Regions from separate parts of the Mus musculus genome. Here regions 1 and 2 are each linked to region 3. Evidence: chromatin contacts called from public HiChIP or PLAC-seq and promoter capture Hi-C data. All regions are on one chromosome and are shown on one strand. The core of a region is the stretch at or near the end of the contact, and the rest is flanking DNA. Distances in the headings are between cores, read along the strand shown. Region 1 overlaps Acly (ATP citrate lyase). Region 2 overlaps Stat3 (signal transducer and activator of transcription 3). Region 3 holds the start of Rab5c (RAB5C, member RAS oncogene family).

Region 1 (3,111 bases), core at 446-2,945, 240 kb after region 3:
TGTTATGAAACTGACTAAACTCTTAACCACTGCTCTTAACCACTGAGCCATCTCCAGCCTCCCGGCCCCCTGGTTTGTAAAGGTCCCTTGTCACCGTCTTATTCCTTTCATAGTTAACAAGGGGTTAATGGGTGATATTTGTTGTTTTTAATGCTTTTGTCCTTAAATGCAACTATCATGTAGTGTTTAATTATTCCATTAACTATATGCCAAATTAAAAAGCTATCTGGGGGCTTATTTTTTTACTCAGAACTTCACATTAGAAGAAATTGCTCTGTTTGTCTTAATTTAGTTGTTGTGTAAACATTGAAGCTGGGGCTGGAGAGATGGCTGGGTGTTTAAGAGCCCTTGTTGCTCTTGTGGAAAACCCAGGCTCTGTTTCCAGCACCTAGATGGCAGCTCACAACCTCTGTAACCCCAGTCCAGAGCATCTGCCGTCGTCTTCTGGACTTGGCATATAGTACATACACACAAAATAAGCAAAAATACCCAGAGTCATAAAACGAAAATAAATTTAAATAAAAATTTGAAGCTAAGGCTTTGTGTGGTGGTGGTAACATCTTTATTTTCAGTACTTGGGAGCCAGATGCAGGCAGATCTCTTTTCGTTCAAGGATAGTCTCCATAATGATTTTCAGGCTAACTAGGGCTGCATAGTGTGATACTGTCTCAAAAAACAAACAAAAAAAAGTAGGAGCTAGGATTCTTTCTTCCCCACCCTGGTGCTAGAGACTCTCTGAGGACCTCATACGTGCTGGATAGGGATGCTGAAATACCATTTTGTAATGAGTAAAGGATTGTTTGTAATAAGCAAGATGTCATTGTACCTAGAGAAGCCCAGCTGTGTGGCAGGCACATCTTTGCTGGGTGTTGTAACCCATGATGTAAGGGAGAGGACGTACTGTTAAGCAGACTGGTGTAGAACTGAGTATAGAGCCTTGTCTTAGACACACGTCTCGCAGAGTGTCCTAAGGGAGGGAAGAGGTTCTTCATGGGCAGGTGTAATCTTAAACGCGTTCTCACGACCGGCCAGGAAGAACACAACAAACCAGAATCTTCTGCGGCAAAACTTTATTGCTTACATCTTCAGGAGCCAGGAGCGCAAGCCCCAAGCCCCAAAAACGAAAGGCCCCCCCCCCCCCCCCCCGCTTACATCTTTAGGAGCCAGCGCGCCAGAGCGCAGAGCGCAAAAGCGCAAGCAAGAGAGCTCAAGTAAGAGAGAGAATGGCGGAAACCCCGTCCCCTTTTAAGGAGAATTATCCTTCGCCTAGGACGCATCACTCCCTGATTGGCTGCAGCCCATGGCCGAGTAAAGGCAGAGTACATGTAGTGGAAAATTACTCTTGGCACATGCGCAGATTATTTGTTTACCACTTAGAACACAGGATGTCAGCGCCATCTTGTGACGGCGAATGTGGGGGCGGCTCCCAACAGTGTAATCCTTCCAGCCACTTCTCTCCACTTTAGACAGAGGCACAGGGCAGGTAAGGTAGGGTTTCATTGTTCCTCCGGCACCCTGGTTCGCCTTAACTGCTGTTTCTGCCTCTGAAGGTTGGGGGCATTAAGCCTGGATGCTTTAAGATCGGGAATACTGGTGGAATGCTGGACAACATCCTGGCCTCCAAACTGTACCGCCCAGGCAGCGTGGCCTACGTCTCACGTTCAGGAGGCATGTCTAATGAACTCAATAACATCATCTCTCGGACCACAGATGGTGTCTATGAGGGCGTGGCCATCGGCGGGGACAGGTAGGAGCTGGGAATCTTCTACAGTGGAGTTAGTTAGCGGCAGCATCCATGGTGTGTTACTCACTGCCCAAACCCTGAGGCCCTAATGAAGTTGTGTAAGTTTGTTGAGGGGAACTGCTCTTAACGCCCCACACCTATTTCCATTAGCCTGAGCTGCTGAATCTGACACCCATGAACAATCCGTGTATGTAGTGGAGTGCTTCTCACATGCTCCCACACCTCCCCAGGCTGTCCCTTGATCCTCTGTCCTCCCTGCCCCCCACAGGTACCCTGGGTCCACATTCATGGATCACGTGCTGCGCTACCAGGACACTCCAGGAGTCAAGATGATCGTAGTTCTTGGGGAGGTACGTTGTTGTTGCCATTGTTGTTTTTGAGGGAGGGGTCTCCTTTTGATTATAAAGGTAGTCTGGGATTTGCATTTTTAAGAATTCAAGCACCCTGGCACTGTACACCTTAAAGCAATCGTCCTGGTGGTACAGCCGGTAAGATTCTGGGGCTGAGAGTTTGCTCTGTTGGCCGTGAGCAGCAGTGAAGGAGGAACTGTCTCCACTCGCTGGGAAAGACGGCTGGAGCAGTGAGGCCAGCTTCTTTTATAATTTTCATTTTTTTTTTTAATCTTATGTATATGTGCGGTTTTGCCTTTGTGTGTCTGCACACCACGTACACCATGTGTGCCTATGCCTCCTGCCTGCAGCAGTCAGTGAGGTGCCAGTCTCCTGGAAATGGACTCATAGATGTGTGTGATCCACCATTTGGGTGCTAGGAACTGAAGCCCAGTCCTCTAGAAGAGTAGCAAGGGCTGTTAACTGCTGGGGCATCTACCCAACCCCTGGGAGGGCCTCCTTTTTATTTATTTATTTATTTATTTATTTATTTATTTAAAGCTCCAGAAGAGTTCTATAAGCCCATTCCTTACTTGTTCTTCTGGGAGAGGCTCTAATCCTTCGTCATCACAGATTAGAAAGGGACACCCAGGCACGAACGGCCTTAAGACACTGACCGTCCCTTCGTAATTCCTTACATACCTAGGATGAATCTTTCGGGGAGAAGTTAAACTCACTACCTGTTACGTAGCCCAGGTTTGTGTCCTGATTTTGTAGCCGACTTTTATTTCATGGGGTTGTTGTGTTTTTGTGGGGCTCTTTTTTCCTTTCTGCGCATGTGTTACGTGCGCGGTTTTTCCTGTTGTAGGGCCGGTCCTAGGAAAGCTTGAAGCAGCTTCCACTAACTTGTGGGGCTTTTCTCTCCTCCCATTCCCTTTGCAGATAGGGGGCACAGAGGAATATAAGATCTGCCGGGGCATCAAGGAGGGCCGCCTCACCAAGCCAGTGGTCTGCTGGTGTATCGGGACCTGTGCCACC
Region 2 (3,018 bases), core at 481-2,980, 150 kb before region 3:
TGAAGGGCAGAGAGGGCCTGTGCCTCCTGAAGAGGTGGCCTGCCAGTTTGTCCTGTTCACTCATTTGGCTAACATTTGTGTAGAAAAGTGTGATTGAAATCTTACTTCTGTACTCCCTTTCCTGCCTACCCCGTTAATACATTTGCGGCAGGTGTTTTTGCCTATGAGCCAGCTGGATCTCTACAAGCCCGCCTGGATATTGCCTCAGTTCCAAGTCACTGGGCAGGGCATTCAGAGTCTCCAGCACTCACTCCACTGGCATAATCTCTCCTTCCATGGTCCGTGACAGGCAAGACCCAGATCCAGTCTGTAGAGCCATACACCAAGCAGCAGCTGAACAACATGTCATTTGCTGAAATCATCATGGGCTATAAGATCATGGATGCGACCAACATCCTGGTGTCTCCACTTGTCTACCTCTACCCCGACATTCCCAAGGAGGAGGCATTTGGAAAGTACTGTAGGCCCGAGAGCCAGGAGCACCCCGAAGCCGACCCAGGTAGTTGTTGACTTTCCATGGCTTTGCCTTCCTTCCTAGTGAGAAAGTACGCATCCTTGGAGAGACAAGGACATGGCTGAGTATCTTGTGGGAGCAGGGCTTGGTGATTCCTTCTTTTGGGAAAGAGTGGTTTATTGGGTTCCTTGACAGGGTGACTAACTCAGGATTCAAGAGGAGGACAGAATCAGCCCTCAGGGAGCTTGGAAGTCTGAAGATGAAAATAGTATCTCTCCCTCTTCCTCTCTTCTCCCTTTCCATCTCCCCCTCCCTCCCACCCCGCCACTTTAAAACACTAGAAAGAGAAATGAAGGCAGGTCTCTCTGGTGCTTCTCCAGTCAGTGGGTTCCAGAAGACCCGAGACAGATTTGAGTCCAGCATGCTTTGCTGTCCTGAGTGAGCAGTGCCAGGAGTCTGAAGAAAGGCTTTCTGGGGCAGTGGCTGTTGGCAGCCTGGGGCAGAGCTGACATCAAGCTGGAGGTGTTGATGTTCCAGAGATGATGACTGGAGGGAATGTGGACTTGGCATTTAGAAACAAGATGCATCTACTCTGTGGGAGTGCGTGTGGCTGTAAATCAGCATTTCTCAGCCTTTCACGGAGCGCTTAAGACTATAGGAAAACAGAGATTTCCATTATGATTCATAACTGTAGCAAAATTACAGCTATGAAGTAGTAAGAAAAAGTAATGTATGGTTGGGGTCACCACAACATGAGGAGCTGTATTAAAGGGTCATAGCATTCAGAAGGTTGAGAACTGCTGGTATAAATTATATGAAAAATAGAAATTATGTTGTGTTAAGTCTGTAGTGTCTGGGGCGGTCCCAGTGTAAAGAGTCAGAGGTGTCTGGTCTGAAGCCATTTCAAACTTGTTGCATTGACGCTTGCCTCTGTCCTTATGCTGGTGAGGAGTCTGGTTTTCTAAGACTGTTGTTGATCATTGCACATGCTGAGCTCCGAGGTGCCCTGTGTGAGCCGGCCTCCTTGCTCTGAGGTGCCCTGTGTGAGCCGGCCTCCTTGCTCTGAGGTGCCCTGTGTGAGCCGGCCTCCTTGCTCTGAGGTGCCCTGTGTGAGCCGGCCTCCTTGCTCTGAGGTGCCTTGTGTGAGCCGGCCTCCTTGCTCTGGTGTTTTTTCACCAACCGCTTCTGTTCACATAGCACCTGCACACAGCTTCCCCGGCTCTGCCCACCATTCTTGGAGGAGTCGCTTGTTGACGGTTACTTTCCTTTCCCTTTGTTCTGCTGTTGAGTTCTCTTCATTCTGTGGAGGAGTTCAGCTCTCACTTCCTGTCTGTCCCTTATCTCTGCTTCCACCTTGCCTTCAGTTGGAAGATCTGTTTATCAGTCCCTCTCACACTGGTCTTTGTTCTTTTCACAGAGGACTTTGAAGTCCGAGCACTGATCCTTTTGACTAATTTTGCTTTCAAGATCCAGGCCCCTGGTCAGGCATCCACCTCCATCACCATTCCTGTGTAGGCTGCCCAGAGACATTCCTCAGGGGCAAGGCCTGGGCATGAGAAAGGAGCCCACTGCCTGATGGGCTTGCCTGTGAGCCTAGGGAGAGTGCACTGGGGGCTCCGGAGCCCGATGATGGAAGGGTAGGGGGTTCAGATGATCCCCTTAGGGAGGTGAGCCTGTATGTCCCTGTCCTCTGCCCCTGCTACAGGAGTATTGCAGTAGAGACCTCCCCGGAGCCTCGTCCTGGGTCTTCCTTGTCTGTCAGGAGGCTGTAATATACCCTGTGCTCCTCTGGAGGGATTTTGAGCAAGTTCACCAGGCAGCAACAGGATGTTCCTTCTCTCTTCCATCTCCAGTCTGTGTCCCGCACTCCTACCTCGGGCCGGGTCAAAGAATATTTCTCTCTTGACCACTGGAGAATGAAAGTCTTCTCTTCTCCGCTCTAACTTATTGTGTATGCATGTGTGTTGGGGGTGGTCCTTGTTGGAGGACCTTGAGGGTGTCAGCTCTCTCCTTCTACCATGTAGCCCCTGAGGACAGAGCTCAGGCTTGGTGACAGATGACTTAAGCACTAAGCCATCTCCCTGATCCCCTCTGTCTCTTTAAGGTGACAGTTCTCACTCTAGAGACCTTTTCTAGAACTGTAGGCAGCACAGTTGCCTCAATAATTCCTTTGCTTCTGTGCTGAGTTAACCTGTTTCTTGGCCACAAATGAGCTTGCATATTCATCTAAGAGCACTTTCTAATGGCTTCTCCCAGGGGTTTGTCTTGCTGGATGCTTGTAAGCCCCAGTGTTCTGTCTGTGCTTTTCTTAGCCTACCCACACAGCCCCAGGCCCGCTGCGAGCATCATTAACTGAACCCCCAGGGCTTCATGCCAGTGTCCCCAGGGCTTCCAGATTTCTTGGCCTAACATTTCAGTCCTCACATTTCCAACATAAACGGCAGAGATGGAAGACAGCCAGTCCTGTCTCTTTCTCTGTCCCACACATGAAAGAGATGGCGCCTTGGCCAGGTTTCCTGGCTGTTGCACATGTTCTCGGACCTGGTGTCCTGTCTCCCAGTGGC
Region 3 (2,960 bases), core at 83-2,582:
CAGGAGGATTTCTGAGTTCGAGGACAGCCTGGTCTACAAAGTGAGTTCCAGGACAGCTAGGGCTACACAGAGACACCCTGTCTCGAAAAACAAAAAACAAAAAACAAACAAACAAAAAGTGGTCCTAATTCATACAGAAGGAATTAGAAGCAACAGAAACAGAACTGACCTGTGGTAGAAGGGTTAGTGGTTTTCATCTATAGTGACGGGTAGAGAGAACACAGGTAGTCTTTGAAGGAGCGCTAATTCTGACTGGGGGCAGAGTGAGGGAGATGAGGGGGTCTGGTATATTTGGGAACAGAGCCTAAGAAAGAAAGCTTAGTCTGTCGTGGTGGTTGCACATGTGTTTAATCCCAGCACTCCAGAAGTAGAGGCAGGAGGATCTCTGTGAATTCAAATACAACCCATCTACAAAGTAAGTTCCAGGCCAATCAGGACTACATAGTGAGAGCCCATGTGAAAGGAAGAGAGAGTGAGAGCAACCCTTGGCAGCAGCAGGTCTCCTTTTCAACCATTTAGTATCCTCTAGACAACTCCTTCTTTTAAAAAAAAAAAATTACATTTCTTCAAGTATTTAGCGGGAGGGAGGGTGGATGGGTGGTTGTCAAAAGACAACTAGTGGGAGTCTGTCTTACTCCATGTGAGTCCTGGGCACGGCACTCAGTCAGGCTTGGCTGCAAGCATCTTCACCTGTCGAGCCGTTTCGCTAGCCCCCAGAGAGCCCATTCTATAGAGCTCTCAGAGATTTCATCACCTTTTTTTTTTCTTTCTTTTTTCTTTTTCTTTTCTTTTCTTTTTTTTTTTTTTTTTTAAGCCAGGATCTTACTACATAACCCTAGCTGTTACTCACAGAGATCTGCAAGCCTCTGCCTTCGGATCGAGCCATTACACCTGACTCCATCGCCTTTCCTATAATAGAATGTCCTCAACAATCAGCCTCCTGGGCGGGCTTGGCTTCTCCAAGTTGCCGAGGGCACACGACCGGTCTGCGCGGCTACGTGAACATCATATTTTTCCTTTCTCAATTCTGCATGAACAGCCCTCTGTCTGCTCTCTTGGAAAGCTCAGCCACACGCCTTCCCTCGCGGCACTTGGAACTGGCAGTGACGCGATAAGCAGGCCTGGACCGGCTCCGCCCCACCGGCAGCCGGTTCCACCCAAAACCCAAGTGCCAGGCAGCCCCCGGCTCCTCCCTGTGCGGAGAACTACAAGTCCCGCCATCCCTCGCGCGCACTCTCCCTCCTTTCCCGCGTTGATTGTGGGTAGGATCGGAGTGTCTCCCATTGGTCTGTTCTTTCTGTCAGTCACCTGGGAATATAGAGAGGCGGGGCAGAGCTGAAGATCCGGATCCGGAGCGGCTGAAAGGCGGAAGTGGAGGCCGGAGCCTGGGACACCGCCGGGGGTGGGGGGGAGAGGAGCGGAGTCTGTGGAAGCCCCGGCCCAAAGTAACGCTGCTGCCCGGAGCCGCGGTGAGTGTGCCTGTCCCAGGGCCAGTGTCTCACTTGTGTGGTAGCCTCCCTGGGGTACCCTTTCCTCCTGCCCAACCTTAGCTTAGGGGGACACTGACCCCTCCCCCGACCCGTAGCCCCCTCTTAGGGGCTCACCAGGGCGTCAGGCCAAAGGGGGAGCTCCTCTTTCCTTCGCTAACCTGTCCTTCGGGAGCCTTTGGGAGTCTTTTGAGGCTCTCCTCTGGCCTGTCCAGTCCACTTGTGGGAGAGAGGGACTCTTAAGTTCCGCTCCCCACCCCCTCAGCTTTCAAAATCAAAGAGTCTTTACCAGGTGCGAAGGAACCTGTCCCCCTTCTCTTTTAGAGGTGACGGAGAGTGCTGTCTCTCCTGGTTTTCCTTTCCTGTGTTCTACGCCTCCCACTCCCCAATCCCAACCAAAAACCCAGTTGTCCCCCTGCAGCCCTGAAATTATCTTTATCTCGATTTCCTTTCGGAGATGCGGGGATGGGGGGGGGGGGATGTCGGAATGAGAGTGTTGTACACGCACAGAAGTGTTTTTGCGCGCTTACAGTTCCTTACTTCCTCTTGAGCTTACGAGGACCTCAGCAGAGTTTGAATTCTGGGTCACTTAGACGGAATGGCAGCCTTCTCCTTGGACTGCACGTTATGCCCCCAGCCCTGTCTTAAGTTCTCTCAGTGTGTGTTCGTCTTCCTGCCTCTAAAGAATTTAGCTGAGCTCTGCTCAATCCTAGGGACAGATCACAGATCAGGGAGGATCTGCCCATTCATTATCTTCTGTCTCCCCTCCTCCTTCCCCCCTGCTTCAGGCCCAGCCCTGTCCTTCCAGAGCATGTGAGTGGTTTCCTTAGAGAGACTGCTGCCTGCTTATCTATAGGGGTGGAGAATAGACCAAATAGGAGTAGTGTGAAATTGAGGCACCATCTCTTAACCACCCTGAATCACACACCACTATACACTTGAGCAACAGGTCCATTCCTCACCAGAGTCTCCACTCCCCTCTTGGCTTGGACTTTTTCACAGAGCAGTTAGTCCACATCACCGTGGCAGGTATAGTTTTCGTCCGTAAAGGAATTGCTTATGTGTGCTGGAAAGTGCCAGTTCCCCTACTGTATTGACACAGGATTCTTGTGTTTTCCTTGGGACTTAAGTGTGTGAAATGGCTGGTATCTCTGACCAAGCTGGAAGGTTCTCTTGTTATGCGGCCAAAGTACAGGTTAGAGACTGCCTTCCTGAGGAGTAGCCTGATTCTGAAGCCACAGCTGACCCTTGCTGTCTTGCAGTGGAGGAAGAGTGGGAAAGCCATTCAGTCCTTGGGCATCTCTGATCAACTTTTTTTTTTTTGGTTTTTTGAGATCTGATCAACTTAAGATGCTTTTCTTACTACACAAAGGCTAAACATTTTGCTTTGAGATCTTTCCAACCTACTTCTGGACAGTTTCCGGTGTTCAGTCAGTATAACAATCAATCAATCCTCTCTCTCTCTCTCTCTCT

The links. Promoter capture Hi-C pulls out the DNA fragments that hold promoters and counts their contacts. HiChIP or PLAC-seq counts read pairs in DNA pulled down with a chosen protein or histone mark.
Region 1: a promoter capture Hi-C map of embryonic stem cells shows a contact between it and region 3, with 2.9 times the contacts expected there. The contact joins the enhancer-like site here to the promoter of Rab5c in region 3. A contact is called at or near these places in 2 of 39 promoter capture datasets (embryonic stem cells and pre-B cells), 3 of 115 datasets of contacts at active chromatin or transcription factors (bone marrow-derived macrophages, embryonic stem cells and stem cell-derived neural progenitor cells) and 2 of 9 other capture datasets (adipose tissue and pancreatic islet).
Region 2: an H3K4me3 HiChIP or PLAC-seq map of the SCID.adh cell line shows a contact between it and region 3, with 22 read pairs. The contact joins the enhancer-like site here to the promoter of Rab5c in region 3. A contact is called at or near these places in 8 of 39 promoter capture datasets (the C10 cell line, the SN4741 cell line, cranial neural crest and 4 more), 1 of 15 datasets of contacts at CTCF or cohesin (large pre-B cells), 9 of 484 Hi-C or Micro-C datasets (the G1E-ER4 cell line, the HPC-7 cell line, LSK cells and 5 more), 12 of 115 datasets of contacts at active chromatin or transcription factors (the HPC-7 cell line, the SCID.adh cell line, T-cell acute lymphoblastic leukemia and 7 more) and 4 of 9 other capture datasets (adipose tissue, embryonic stem cells, liver and 1 more).

Annotation. Positions count from the first base shown.
Region 1 is chr11:100,492,520-100,495,630 of GRCm38.p6, reverse strand. It overlaps Acly (ATP citrate lyase), which reads left to right. Exons shown (of 28, transcript NM_134037.3): 17 at 1,551-1,747; 18 at 2,013-2,094; 19 at 3,016-3,111. Among named protein-coding and RNA genes, the nearest start is that of Mir7116, 16 kb to the right of the region's middle. Within about 2 kb of position 1,695, at least 20 of the 459 cell types and tissues checked have an H3K27ac peak or open chromatin away from gene starts, as enhancers often do. A contact at or near this core is called in embryonic stem cells and pancreatic islet, where this site is marked.
Region 2 is chr11:100,890,558-100,893,575 of GRCm38.p6, reverse strand. It overlaps Stat3 (signal transducer and activator of transcription 3), which reads left to right. Exons shown (of 24, transcript NM_213659.3): 21 at 290-502. Among named protein-coding and RNA genes, the nearest start is that of Stat5a, 33 kb to the right of the region's middle. Within about 2 kb of position 1,730, at least 71 of the 459 cell types and tissues checked have an H3K27ac peak or open chromatin away from gene starts, as enhancers often do. A contact at or near this core is called in the G1E-ER4 cell line, the HPC-7 cell line, the P5424 cell line and 4 more, where this site is marked.
Region 3 is chr11:100,736,587-100,739,546 of GRCm38.p6, reverse strand. Rab5c (RAB5C, member RAS oncogene family) reads left to right here and starts at 1,332. Exons shown (of 6, transcript NM_024456.5): 1 at 1,332-1,469.